Regions from separate parts of the Mus musculus genome. Here all the other regions are linked to region 3. The links are chromatin contacts, called in public HiChIP or PLAC-seq maps. All regions are on one chromosome and are shown on one strand. The core of a region is the stretch at or near the end of the contact, and the rest is flanking DNA. Distances in the headings are between cores, read along the strand shown.

Region 1 (2,720 bases), core at 166-2,665, 150 kb before region 3:
TCGTTAATATGGGGGTGCTCGAGAGCTCCTTCTACCTGGGAGAGACCTAGGGCTGCTTCCAGCCTGGAGTTGAGGGGGCCCTGGATTGAAGGCACCTGTCAGGTCCTCTGCTGTTCCTGGAAACCTAGCTCAGAGCCTGGCAAGGTAACTTGCATAGATGCCCACTCGACCAAATGTAATGCCCATGATACACTGTGGTTTAAAAAAAGAATGCCTTACTCAGAACCCATGGCCACAAACAGATATACCCAGCCCCACCCACAGGATGTCAGAAAATGCAAACAGGCCTTGGGAACCAGCTAGGGAGGACAGCAGGTTGTCTCCCCCCACCGCACCCCTCTGTGTGTGTGTGTGTGTGTGTGTGTGTTGAGTCACTGGCTTTTAAACAGTAGCTTCAACTCCCCTCTCTACCCAGGGAACCCCCAGAGCTCTGAATACCCAAAGACAGAGGGAGGAAGATTCTCCTTGAACTGCCGTGTAGCATCACCCCAAAGCCTCCGTGGACTCTGTAAGTTGCATTCCCTTATAAGGCTCACACTTTGGCCTGGTGATGGTTTATTGTTGGTCCAAGGCTGACATATGTCCAAGAGGCACACAGCCAAGCCAGTGTTGACAATCACAGTCACAGTTTATGGTCACTGACCCAAGAGAATTCACAAAGTGCTTGCTTCCACTCGAATCCCCCGGCCTCATCTAAATGAATAACTCCGTTAACCCCACCGAGCAAGTCTTCCAGCGAGCATAACAGCCTCGCGGCCATGAAATTGGCTGTAACTAAAAACAAGGGTGTGTGTGTGTGTCCGCGCGCGCCCCCCCGCGTGCGTGCATGGAGGTCTTGTCACCACCTGACGATTCAGTTTGACCAAAGAACGTCGGTTTCATGCCAAGCTTTTCTTTCCCGGGGCTTTTGAGCACTGAGGGGTGACATTCTCGGAGAGACACACCTCTGTTTCAGTACCAAGCACAGAGCTCCCTCCATCCACCTGCCAGTCGCACCGGCTATTTCCTGCACGCTGGAGCCGGCAGTACTGGCCTTCCACTTCCTCATCTGGTAACGCCCAGCATCTCCTTCATTAAGGCAAACCCGTGCCCACCCTCCTTGAAAATATGGAAGAGACAAAAAAAAAAAAAAAAAAAAAAAATCGGAGGCAACAGAACCCAAACTGACAAGGCTGGCAACAACAAGGGAGACTATATTTATACTAGGGGATCAAAACAGCAAGCCTGATTTCAAGTACCCCTTCCCTCAGTCATGACCGTGACTCACCCGGGACGTTCCTTCTAGATCCACCTATCCCAGGTTCCGGAGAAGCGACTCGGACACTCCGTGCCACCCCTAGGTACAGCCTCTTGGATCCCTTCCCAGCTCCGAGTTTCCAAGGGGCTGCAGTGTTTTGCTTTCAAAGGTGGAGACTTGATTTGTTACACTGCCTGCCAGTCCCAAGCTGGCGAAGCCTCTGCGCAGGCGAGTGGTTGTCGGGAGGGGATGGGCGGGACATCCTGAAATAATTGGCTGCGTCGCCAAGCTCGCTTGAAGCGTAGGGGCGACCTGACACTCACCTGGAGGAGTCCCCTCTAGCGGCCAAAGGAAGAAGTCCGGGCTGCTTTGGTCCCCAAGTTATGGCTGCTCACCTCCACCTGCCGGACAAGTAGGCTGGGCTTAAGCAGCCCGCCTGGTGTCCCCCCGCAGTCTGCGCTAACTGCCACCGACCGTCCCGGGCGGCGCCCCTGCTGCTTCCATCAGGTAGCTCCAGTATCGAAACCCAGCAGAGCCCTGACACGTCTCGGGGACCGTGCGTACCCCTTCTTTCCTGCGCCTGCGTCCCACCTGTTGGCTGTATTGCGTCCTTAATTTCCCGGTACGCCTGCAGCTCAGCAGCCCCGGTAGGCTGTCAATCATCCTAGTAGTCCCGTCCCCCCCCCCGCACCCCTCCCCCGCCCGCTGCTGTTTCCCAGGGGTTCGGCTGTGAGCATGAACCTGCGCGTGGAGCTTCCAGCGCGCTCATTTTTCAGCACGCGCCGTTCAGTCCAGAGCCGCACAGCAACCTCTGGGGGAGATGTTGAGATCACACAGGTTTTACGAGGAAATGACATTGGGGAGACCTCAGCGATGGAAACGCGGTAGAACTGGGAGGGAGAGTTTAAGAGAGGATGGAGCTGCCATATTGTATTATGGGAGATGCCCAAAGACCAACTGGGTCGGTGCGAGATTTTTTTTTTTTTTCTTGAGGCGTGGGTGGCAGGAGATGTGATCTGAGGAACAAGCGGGAGACAGTTTCTAACAGGGGACTATCCCATAATTTTAAAGAAGACGCTGGTGGGTTTAAGCCGGGCTGTGGCTAGGCACTGTGGCTGCGGTGAAACGGGTAAGGGGCTCTTGGAATACTGCACGGTTGCCCTTGGGGAATTATGTCATCGACCTTTCTGCTCTCACACTCAGGGTGTGGATGGATGGGTAGGAACACTTGGGTTTATTCCTTCGATGAGTCACAAAAACAACAAACCAAACAAACCCAACAACCAAACAAAACCGAAACAATCAAACAAACAAACAAACAAGAAAAGGGAACTGAACCCCAGAAACAAAAACCCTAATAGTTAGTTCCCTGCCTAACAGGTTCTCCTTAGCATTGTCAATCCGAACCCCAAAATTCTGGTAGCTTTTTTTGTTGGTTTTTGAAACGTCTCCAACGATTGGTCAACAGCTTTTCACATTAAAG
Region 2 (2,700 bases), core at 100-2,599, 250 kb before region 3:
CCAGACAGGCTCGGGATAGTGTTTACTGCTGTTATATACAAGCCTGTGTCCAGCCTGAGCTACAGTTCAGGTGGTGATATGAGTCCAGTTGGAGAATTAGGAATTAGGTGGGCAATCCCAACCACAGAGACCAGGGGAGCCTATCTTCAAGCCCAGCTCAGCCGCCTGTGCCTGCTCACCACACACACCAGGAGGTGCCCAGCTCCACCCGATGCTGCCACTCTTTTTTGTTTTGTTTTGTTTTTTGTTTTGGTTTTTCGAGACAGGGTTTCTCTGTGTAGCCCTGGCTGTCCTGGAACTCACTTTGTAGACCAGGCTGGCCTCAAACTCAGAAATCCGCTTGCCTCTGCCTCCCAAGTGCTGGGATTAAAGGTGTGCGCCACCACGCTCCACAATGCTGCTGCCACTCTTAAGCCCCTGGTTTAACTACGAGCCCAGCTTTACTGGAGCTGGTGAGGCAATTGTGAACCAGACACAGTCCCTGGCCCCAAGGAGCCAGTCTGGCAAAAAGGAATAGCTTACATAAAATCAAATCACCGGTTCGTTTAGATACAAGAAAGTTTCACTTAGGTACAAGAAACCGAATTGGTAAGAAGAGGCTGCCTCAAGGCGACAGCCAGCCAGGCCGAGGCGGAGACTCGGATTGGGTACCACTCCACTCCGGCTTCTTTGCTCCTTTCGCAGCTTCTCAAATCCCCCAACCCCTCTTCCAAGAAGAATCTTCCTCCCGCACCCCAGAGCTTCCCCACCCAGCCCCTTTGGAGGCAGGAATCCATTTCCTTCCACCTCAAGGTACCCGGGACTGGAATCTCCCACTATCAAGGAGCGGCTGATTCAACATCTCGCTTATTGACTCTGGTACGAGCCCGGGCCCCTTTTCCGGGTGCTGGTCTCATTGGACTGCACAGCTCCTGGGGCCTCGGAAGGAGCGTGCTCTCCTGGATGCCCAGTTTATAAACCAGGAGAGCTCAGGACCCGAGGGGGAGGGGAGTTCAAGGCTCCTACCTCTCGTAGGCTTTTCTTCCGGGAGTCCAGGTCGCTCCCTGTGACTTCGTAGGAGCGGACAAGGAAACCACCAGCTTTCCGCATGCCAGAGATGTAGCCCCGAATGCACCCAGCTTCGGGGTGCTTCTCAGCTTGCACCCTGAACACCTCTGTGCACCGGTGTCTGCAGACAACCGGGAGATGTTGCTGACCTTTCAGCTACCGGCTCACGCCAAGGCGCGCGCCAGGCTGGGGACCCCTGGGGGTCCGGAGAGCTATCTTCCGCGGGCCTGAGCCCCTGTGCGCTGTCCTTCCAAGCCCCCGCGTTCCGTGCCCTGCGCCCTACCTGCTCCACACCCCAGCCCCGCCTCTTGCAGCCGCCGCTGTCGCCTCCGGGTCCTGTCCCGCCCCATCCCTCCCAACTAGTGACCACCCTCCCCCATCACCTGCCCAGCGCTCCCGCCCCGCCCGCAGTGTCCCCACGTCGCTCTCTCCTCCTGCCGCTCAGGGGACTTCAGGTCTGGCACCCCCCCGCACCCACTTCTTCCAGGTTGGAATTGTGAGAAGACAAAAGAGGAGGAAGGGACCTCGCGTTGACGGAGAGCTGAATCGGATGAAGCGAGCTGATGGAGTGAAAGTGTGGACCAGCTGTGGGATCCGAGGACCAGAGGACTGGCAGTTTACAGGTGACAGAAATTCCTCCTGAGCGTGATTAGAAACTAATTTTCTAGTAGTACACAGGCAGCAGAGGCAAGGGGATTGCTGCAAGTTCAAGGCTGGCTCCGAAAACATAGTACGTTTCAGCTAGCATGGGTCAGTGGGTAAAGTGCTTGCCTAGCAAGCGTGAGAAAATTCCCTGTTTCCTGCCTAAAAGTTAGCACGGAGGGTGGGGTGGGCTTAGAAGATGAGCTTAACATAAGTTCAGTTCCCAGCACCCACATCAGGAAAGGCACGATTGCTTCTAACTCCATCCCCTCCCACATGAACACATGCACACACAAAATTTAAAAAAAGAATTATTGGGCTGGTGAGATGGTTCAGCGGTTAAGAGCACTGACTGCTATTCCGAAGTTCAAATCCCAGCAACCAAATGGTGGCTCACAGCCACCTGTAATGAGATCTGACGCCCTCTTCTGGTGTGTCTGAAGACAGCAACAGTGTACTTATTTATAATAAATAAAATCTTTTTTTAAAAAAAAGAATTATTGCTTCACCAACGAAAATAAAAAACAGCACTCCCACTTTCAACTAGGCTGTGCGCATCTTCACGGTCTCCGGGTGCCACACGGTCTCTCCAGCACACGGTAGGCTCACAACCAGATTTAAGAGATCCTTGTATAAACAGGGAAATGAAGTACCAGGAAGACAAGGTGGGCCTCAGGTCCCCAGAAGGTAAAGTGGCAGACTGGGAGTAGAGCCAGGAAGTGACTGGGTCTGGACCGAGCGCCCCTGAGTTGCTTCCATGGCTCAGTGTGAAGCAACTTCTGTATTAGTCAGGGTTCTCTAGAGTCACAGAACTTACGGATAGTCTCTATATAGTAAAAGAATTTATTGATGACTTACAGTTGGCAGCGCAATTCCCAACAATGGTTCAATCGCAGCTGTGAATGGAAGTCCAAGGATCTAGCAGTTACTCAGTCTCACACAGCAAGCGGGCGAAGGAGCAAGAGCCATGGAAGAGTTACTTGTACTTTGATAGGAAACTCCGTCGTGGGT
Region 3 (2,833 bases), core at 292-2,791:
TACACTGCTAATTCAGCTTGCATTGGCTTATCTCATCGGTAGAGCAAACCTATTACTGACAACCAGAATTTGCTCTCCTGAACCCACATGGTGGAAAGAAAGGACCCTTCCTGCAAGCTGTCCTTTGACCACACAAGTAACATGTTGTGCCATATTTACACATGTATGGGCATGGCACCTGTAAACACACACACACACAGACACACACACACAAACAGACACACACACACACATACACACACACACCGCTGAATTAGAAAACAGTAATAAAACAAGGATCATTCTTTTCCAAGCTAAAGGCTGAATGACAGCTCAGTGGTCGAGCTCTGCCTAACTTGTGTGAGGCCCTGAGATCATACTCCCATGAAGTCTAGTCTCCTGTGACAGCCCCTGGGCTGTTCCCCTAGCTGTAGCTCCTCTGACAGTCATCTCAGTGACCAGCTAGTGATAGTATCAACAGAAGGCAGTTGTGTGGGCATGAGAAGGACTCAGGGTAGAAACCCCAAATTGCCTCTGGCAGGACATAAACACACACACACACACACACACACACACACACTAGTAACTCCTGTAAAAGTGGCTACAGGTCCTAAAGTGTTGCCCCTCCAGCCACTAAAGGTGTTCCTCCTTCTCTCCCTCCTCCCCTTGCTCCTCTTCCTCTCCCTCCTCCCCTTGCTCCTCTTCCTCTCCCTCCTCCCCTTGCTCCTCTTCCTCTCCCTCCTCCCCTTGCTCCTCTTCCTCTCCCTCCTCCCTTTTCTCTCCTCCTCCTACATTCTTCCTCACTTCTCCTCCTCTTCCCAACCCACTCCTCCATTAGAGCCCACTTCATGTCTCATGTGGGTGTATCGCCTTCTCTAGGAAGTCTTTCTCTCCTTCAGAGCCCTGGGGCCTCTGGCTCCCTGGTACCCCACTTCCCCCAGCACAGCACTTAACACCACACATTGTGATTGCCCGTGTGCTTGCTCAACAGCCACACAGAAGCATCTCCCTGCCAAGCCCACTACAGAGCCCGAAGGAAGGCAGGATGCCTGCTTATCTTCTTACATCTCAAGTATCTGCAGGGAGATGGGGTTCACCCCTCCTCCCCTGTCCCTGTGAGATGCCTGGGTGCCTGGGAACGGAAGTCACCTGCCTGAGTATTTGCAGGGCAGAGGTAAGGAATCCGGGCTTTGGTTCCTGACTAGCCTCGCTGGCATCTCACCTCTGAAGGTCCCCTGCTTATAATAAAGTGTCCTATGCACTTAACCCTCCACCCCAGCAGCTAAAACGGAGAAAGAATACGCAATTCCCAAAGCAAAGTCATTGTGATGTTTAAACGCAGCAGGTGCGGAAATGAATCAGCCCAGAGCTGTATACAGTCGGTGCTGTGTCAATGCTCTCCAGGCTTGTTTTCTCAGCCTCCAAAAGCATGACAGTTAGGACCCACTGTCTTCCTCCCACCCCTCAAGCTGAGAACCTGGAGACAAGAGAGGTGGGAGGAGGGGAGAGGCAGCTAGGCCTCCTGAACATGAAGACACCCTGCCCTATCTATTCCCAGCCTCCTTGTGGGGCCTCAAAAGCCGGGCCTCCAGCTTTCCGTGTCAGAGATTAGGCTATCGTATCCTGCGAAACTCCAGTGGGTGACTCAGGCAGGCGGGCCACTTTGATCACCGTTCCTAGGGCTGGGCTCAGGGGCAAGGCTGAGGCGTGGGCCCTCCCCACACACCCTCACCCACGGGACCCCAAGGCAGTGGAAAGCAAGCACCCCTTCCTCCCTCTCCCCTACCCCTACACTCTTTTATTTCCATCATCCTGGCTACTTGTCTGCCTTTAGTGAAACATGAGATCATTCCCAGAAAAGATCAGCACGGCCAAGCTTACAGAAGAATGTGGGGAGGAGGGCGAGGAAAGATTCCGGAGGCTGGGCCAGGCTGCCTACTGCAGCTGGCATTCACCCATCTATCCTGCACCCCAGGGACCACAGAAAAGACAGATAGGTATTCCTGGTCATTTCATGTTGCCTGCTGCTTGGACGTATCTTTCTGGCAGCATCCCTGAAATTCTCAGAAAGTAGGCTCCGAACCCTCAGGCCTCTCAAAGACCCTTGGAGAGATTCAGGAAGCCATAGTCACACCCCAGTGTTGTTTGTCCTTGCCACTATCCTTTGCGCCTCACCACACGGTGGAGTTTTCCAGACTGTTGCAATAGAGGAAACGCAGAGGCTCCAGCTGTGCTCGGGGAATCCAGCCACCTTGAGTTGCTCTCACTTATTTGGAAAGCATGGTGTCTATTCTAGTTTGCTTTTTGTCGCTGTGATAAAACACGTCACCGGAAAAGGAGGAAAGGGTTGATTTGTCTCCTGCTGCCAGACTATAACCCATCACAGAGGGGAATGGCAGGTTCCTGAAGCAGACAGCATGGAGGAATGCTGCTTGCTGCCTCACTCACGCTTGACTGACTTTTCAGAGGTCAAGGTACACCTGCCTAGGGATAGTGCCGCCCACGGTGGGCTTGGCCCTCCTGCATCAATTCCTAATTAGACAGTCCCCCCACAGACATGCCCACAGGCCAGTCTGACTGAGGCAATTCCTCACTTGAGGCTTCTCCTCTCAGATGACTCTGGGCTGTGTCAAGTACATACTGAAGGCTAACCAGGACACTGCTGTATAAAATGTGTTTGTATGTTAATGTGGGATGAGTTTGTTATCCTTACAAAGCTTCTCAGCCTTGATACTGGTGACACATTCATTGGCCTGGAAAAATCCATTGATGGGATTGTCCGAGGCACTGAAAGATGTTTCATGGTACCTCTGACTTCCATCAACTAGAGCTTTAGCCCCACACCCAGATATGA
Region 4 (2,754 bases), core at 197-2,696, 210 kb before region 3:
ATAAGCCCTCAGAGGTCAGAGGAGGGGTGGGATCACCTGGAACTGAAGTTACATACGGGTGCTAGGACTCAGAGCCCAGTTCTGTGCAAGAGCAGTAGGTGCTCTTAACAGTGGACATCCCCCGCCCCCGGCACACTATTTTGTTAACATATATTTATTGAATGTTTATATGTGTGTTTGACTGTGGCCTCAGCAACACTCAGGTATTAGTCAAAGGACAACTTGCAAAAGCTGATTCTCTCCTCCTGCCATGTTGATCCCCGGGATCCGGGAACTCCAACTGTCAGGCTTTGCAGTAAGTGTGTCTGTCTGTACCAGCTGAGCCATCTCATAGGACTACATATTGATATATTGGACTAGAGGTAATGGCATTGTGTTAAGATAGGTTTTATTTTGTTTTGTTGGGCAGGACCGTATTATGTAGTCCAGACTAGTCTCCCACTTGCTAATATTATAAACGTGTGCCACACCCAGTTCTTAAAATAACATTTTAAAGTAATCACTAATCATAGCTACAGATGGTCAATTACTTCTCTGGCCAACTAGTAGATGAGAGACTTCTACGAAAAGTTCAAGTAAATGTATTGTCCTAGATAGCCTTCAATATTGGGACGCGAATATATATATATTTGGTTTTAAACCCTACAATAAAACATCACTCTACATAATCCTAGTTTGAATCTGAAACATGGACGTGAGCCGCTAGAATCTTAATCCCCAGAGGAGATGATGAGATTTCGCACGGAAGCTGGAACCCCACAACCTGGAAACAGACAGCTATTGAAGGGTTCAAGAGGAAGCGGACAAGTTTCCAGATGCCAGGGAAGCAGAGAAGCACGAGGATTCCTGCATCCTGGGGGAGGGGAGGAGAGAGGGGAGTGGGGCTTCCACCTGCTGCCAGGAGGGTTTTACTAGCCACACCTTCCCTGCCCTCCGGGAGGGGGGGGCCAGGTTGGGCCTGACATCTTTCAAAAAGTCGAACTGCGGGTGGAGAAATTGCTGGTGGAGGAGAAAGGACCTGGGGGCGAGGGTTGTTTTGCAGGACGTTACCCCGAAGCTGCTGGGGGAGATCCTGGGCATCAGGCGGTTGGTCCTTAGCAACGTCTAGGGGGTTCCTGGAGGATCTGGGCAGCTGCTGCTCTAGCTGAGGCTGCTTTAACTTTCAGGGATCCTGGGGATCCATCACCCAGAGCTGCTGCAAACCTGTTCCGAGCGGCCGCGACCCGGCCCCGCCCTGCGAAGGGGAGACTCACCTGTGCGCTCGAGGGGAGAGGCCCGAGGGGGGATGCCCACGAGCGCGGCCTGGGGCGGACAGACCCTCACCACCCGGAGCCACCACGCCCTCAACGCGGGCCGCAGCGGCCGCCTCAGCCGGCGACACGGGCGGTGACCTAGGGCTGAGCGAGGTTGCCAGCGTCGCGCGCGCTCCCGGGCCCGCGCGCCTCGCGCCCTCCCTGGGTTCCTCGCGCCCAGGGGGCGCGCTGCGCCGGCGCACAGACAGGAGGGCGGGGCTGACAGCTGGGTGGGCGGGAGTCGCCGAGTGGTGGGCGGGGCTCTGGGGGCGGGGGTGGGTTCTGCGCGCGCGCATTCGCCTGCTCCTCTTGGCTGGCTGGCACTGGCTTTGAGGGACTTGGGCCGGCACTCTTTTTTTTTTTTTTTCCCACCCCCCCTGGGCCGGCACTCTTAAGGCAGAGGCTTTCCTTGACCTCCAGAACGGGACTTTTGATGTCCCCTTGGTATCCGCCGCCCCCAAGAAACATTTTCTCTCTCTTTTTGCTGACCTCACGTGACAGTGACAGGAACAGCTAGCCGGGATACTAGGAACCTTCTCGGGGCGGGTTCCTGTGAGCTTAACCCGGGGTAGCCTTCTAGGAACCTGGCAGCCGGATGTGCCCGACCTCGCCCCGCAGCTCCCGTCGCCCAGTAGAGGCGATGGCGACGTGGCTGTGCTATGGGTGTCACCAGGTGTGTGACTGCGCGCGCCCCATCCCTCCCTCCATTGCACCCAGCACAGATGTACAATATTAATGATATTTGCGTTTGCCTTTCCACACAGTCTTGCTTATCTCCCTTGGAGATAATGGAACATTAATTATGTCTAGGTCAGGGTTTAGGCTAGTAGTAGCGCCGAGGCTGGCTGGCATTTTAATTTTAATTGCTGTTGCTGAGACCAGCCTGTCAGGGAGCTGTGCCCTCTTCCAGCTCACAAACTGGATGAACGGTACAGAGCTGGAGAACTCTCAGCTCCCGCTAGAAGGATTCTGCTCTGCTATCCAGGCCGTATGGCTCAGTTCTGAGGGTCCTTGCTCCCAACCCCGGACGCACGTGATGGAAGGAGAGAACTCCTGCAAGTGTTCTCTGACTTCCACACGGCTGCCCTTCTGAATAATAAACAAATAATAAATAGAAAATCAGCTTTTGTCATTTACGCAAGACCCTTCATAGGACAAATGAAACAAGGGGGTCAAAACTAAGGACACAGTGTTGTCACTCGGTGAGAGTCATGGGCACAAAATGCAGGGCATAGCATCCTCGTCAGAGTGACTCCCATAGTGTCCCCCACAGGATCACAGTGTTGTATCCCTTTTGCTTTAGGAAGTTTCTGCAGCTTTCCACCCTGAGGCTCCTGATTAAACTTGACTTAACACGTCAAGTTCTTCACTTTTTCATCAAAGAATTATGGAGAGTGACTTCTATACTCACATCAAGAAGCATAGAAATGTTTCCCCTTGGGCTGGTGAGATGGCTAGATGG

The links. HiChIP or PLAC-seq counts read pairs in DNA pulled down with a chosen protein or histone mark.
Region 1: a FOXA1 HiChIP or PLAC-seq map of pancreatic cancer cells shows a contact between it and region 3. The contact joins the promoter of Nipal3 here to the enhancer-like site in region 3. A contact is called at or near these places in 8 of 39 promoter capture datasets (the C10 cell line, cranial neural crest, embryonic stem cells and 5 more), 1 of 15 datasets of contacts at CTCF or cohesin (embryonic stem cells), 6 of 484 Hi-C or Micro-C datasets (bone marrow-derived macrophages, cardiomyocytes, cranial neural crest and 3 more), 20 of 115 datasets of contacts at active chromatin or transcription factors (the 230-238 cell line, the SCID.adh cell line, craniofacial prominence and 14 more) and 3 of 9 other capture datasets (adipose tissue, liver and pancreatic islet).
Region 2: an HNF4G HiChIP or PLAC-seq map of pancreatic cancer cells shows a contact between it and region 3. The contact joins the promoter of Ncmap here to the enhancer-like site in region 3. A contact is called at or near these places in 1 of 39 promoter capture datasets (hippocampal neurons), 4 of 484 Hi-C or Micro-C datasets (B cells, ECoMG myeloid progenitors, LSK cells and 1 more), 5 of 115 datasets of contacts at active chromatin or transcription factors (astrocytes, bone marrow-derived dendritic cells, cardiomyocytes and 2 more) and 1 of 9 other capture datasets (macrophages).
Region 4: a FOXA1 HiChIP or PLAC-seq map of pancreatic cancer cells shows a contact between it and region 3. The contact joins the promoter of Rcan3 here to the enhancer-like site in region 3. A contact is called at or near these places in 3 of 39 promoter capture datasets (the 3T3-L1 cell line, hippocampal neurons and liver) and 6 of 115 datasets of contacts at active chromatin or transcription factors (the 230-238 cell line, bone marrow-derived macrophages, embryonic basal ganglia and 3 more).

What each region holds. Positions count from the first base shown.
Region 1 is chr4:135,493,163-135,495,882 of GRCm38.p6, forward strand. Nipal3 (NIPA-like domain containing 3) reads right to left here and starts at 1,416. Exons shown (of 12, transcript NM_028995.4): 1 at 1,268-1,416. It also overlaps a transcript of Stpg1 not described here.
Region 2 is chr4:135,396,878-135,399,577 of GRCm38.p6, forward strand. It overlaps Ncmap (noncompact myelin associated protein), which reads right to left and starts at 1,350. Exons shown (of 5, transcript NM_145555.2): 1 at 1,006-1,350.
Region 3 is chr4:135,643,605-135,646,437 of GRCm38.p6, forward strand. No RefSeq gene overlaps it. Among named protein-coding and RNA genes, the nearest start is that of Gm30941, 9.0 kb to the right of the region's middle. Within about 2 kb of position 1,542, at least 24 of the 459 cell types and tissues checked have an H3K27ac peak or open chromatin away from gene starts, as enhancers often do. A contact at or near this core is called in fetal liver and pancreatic cancer cells, where this site is marked.
Region 4 is chr4:135,432,359-135,435,112 of GRCm38.p6, forward strand. Rcan3 (regulator of calcineurin 3) reads right to left here and starts at 1,447. Exons shown (of 5, transcript NM_022980.4): 1 at 1,254-1,447.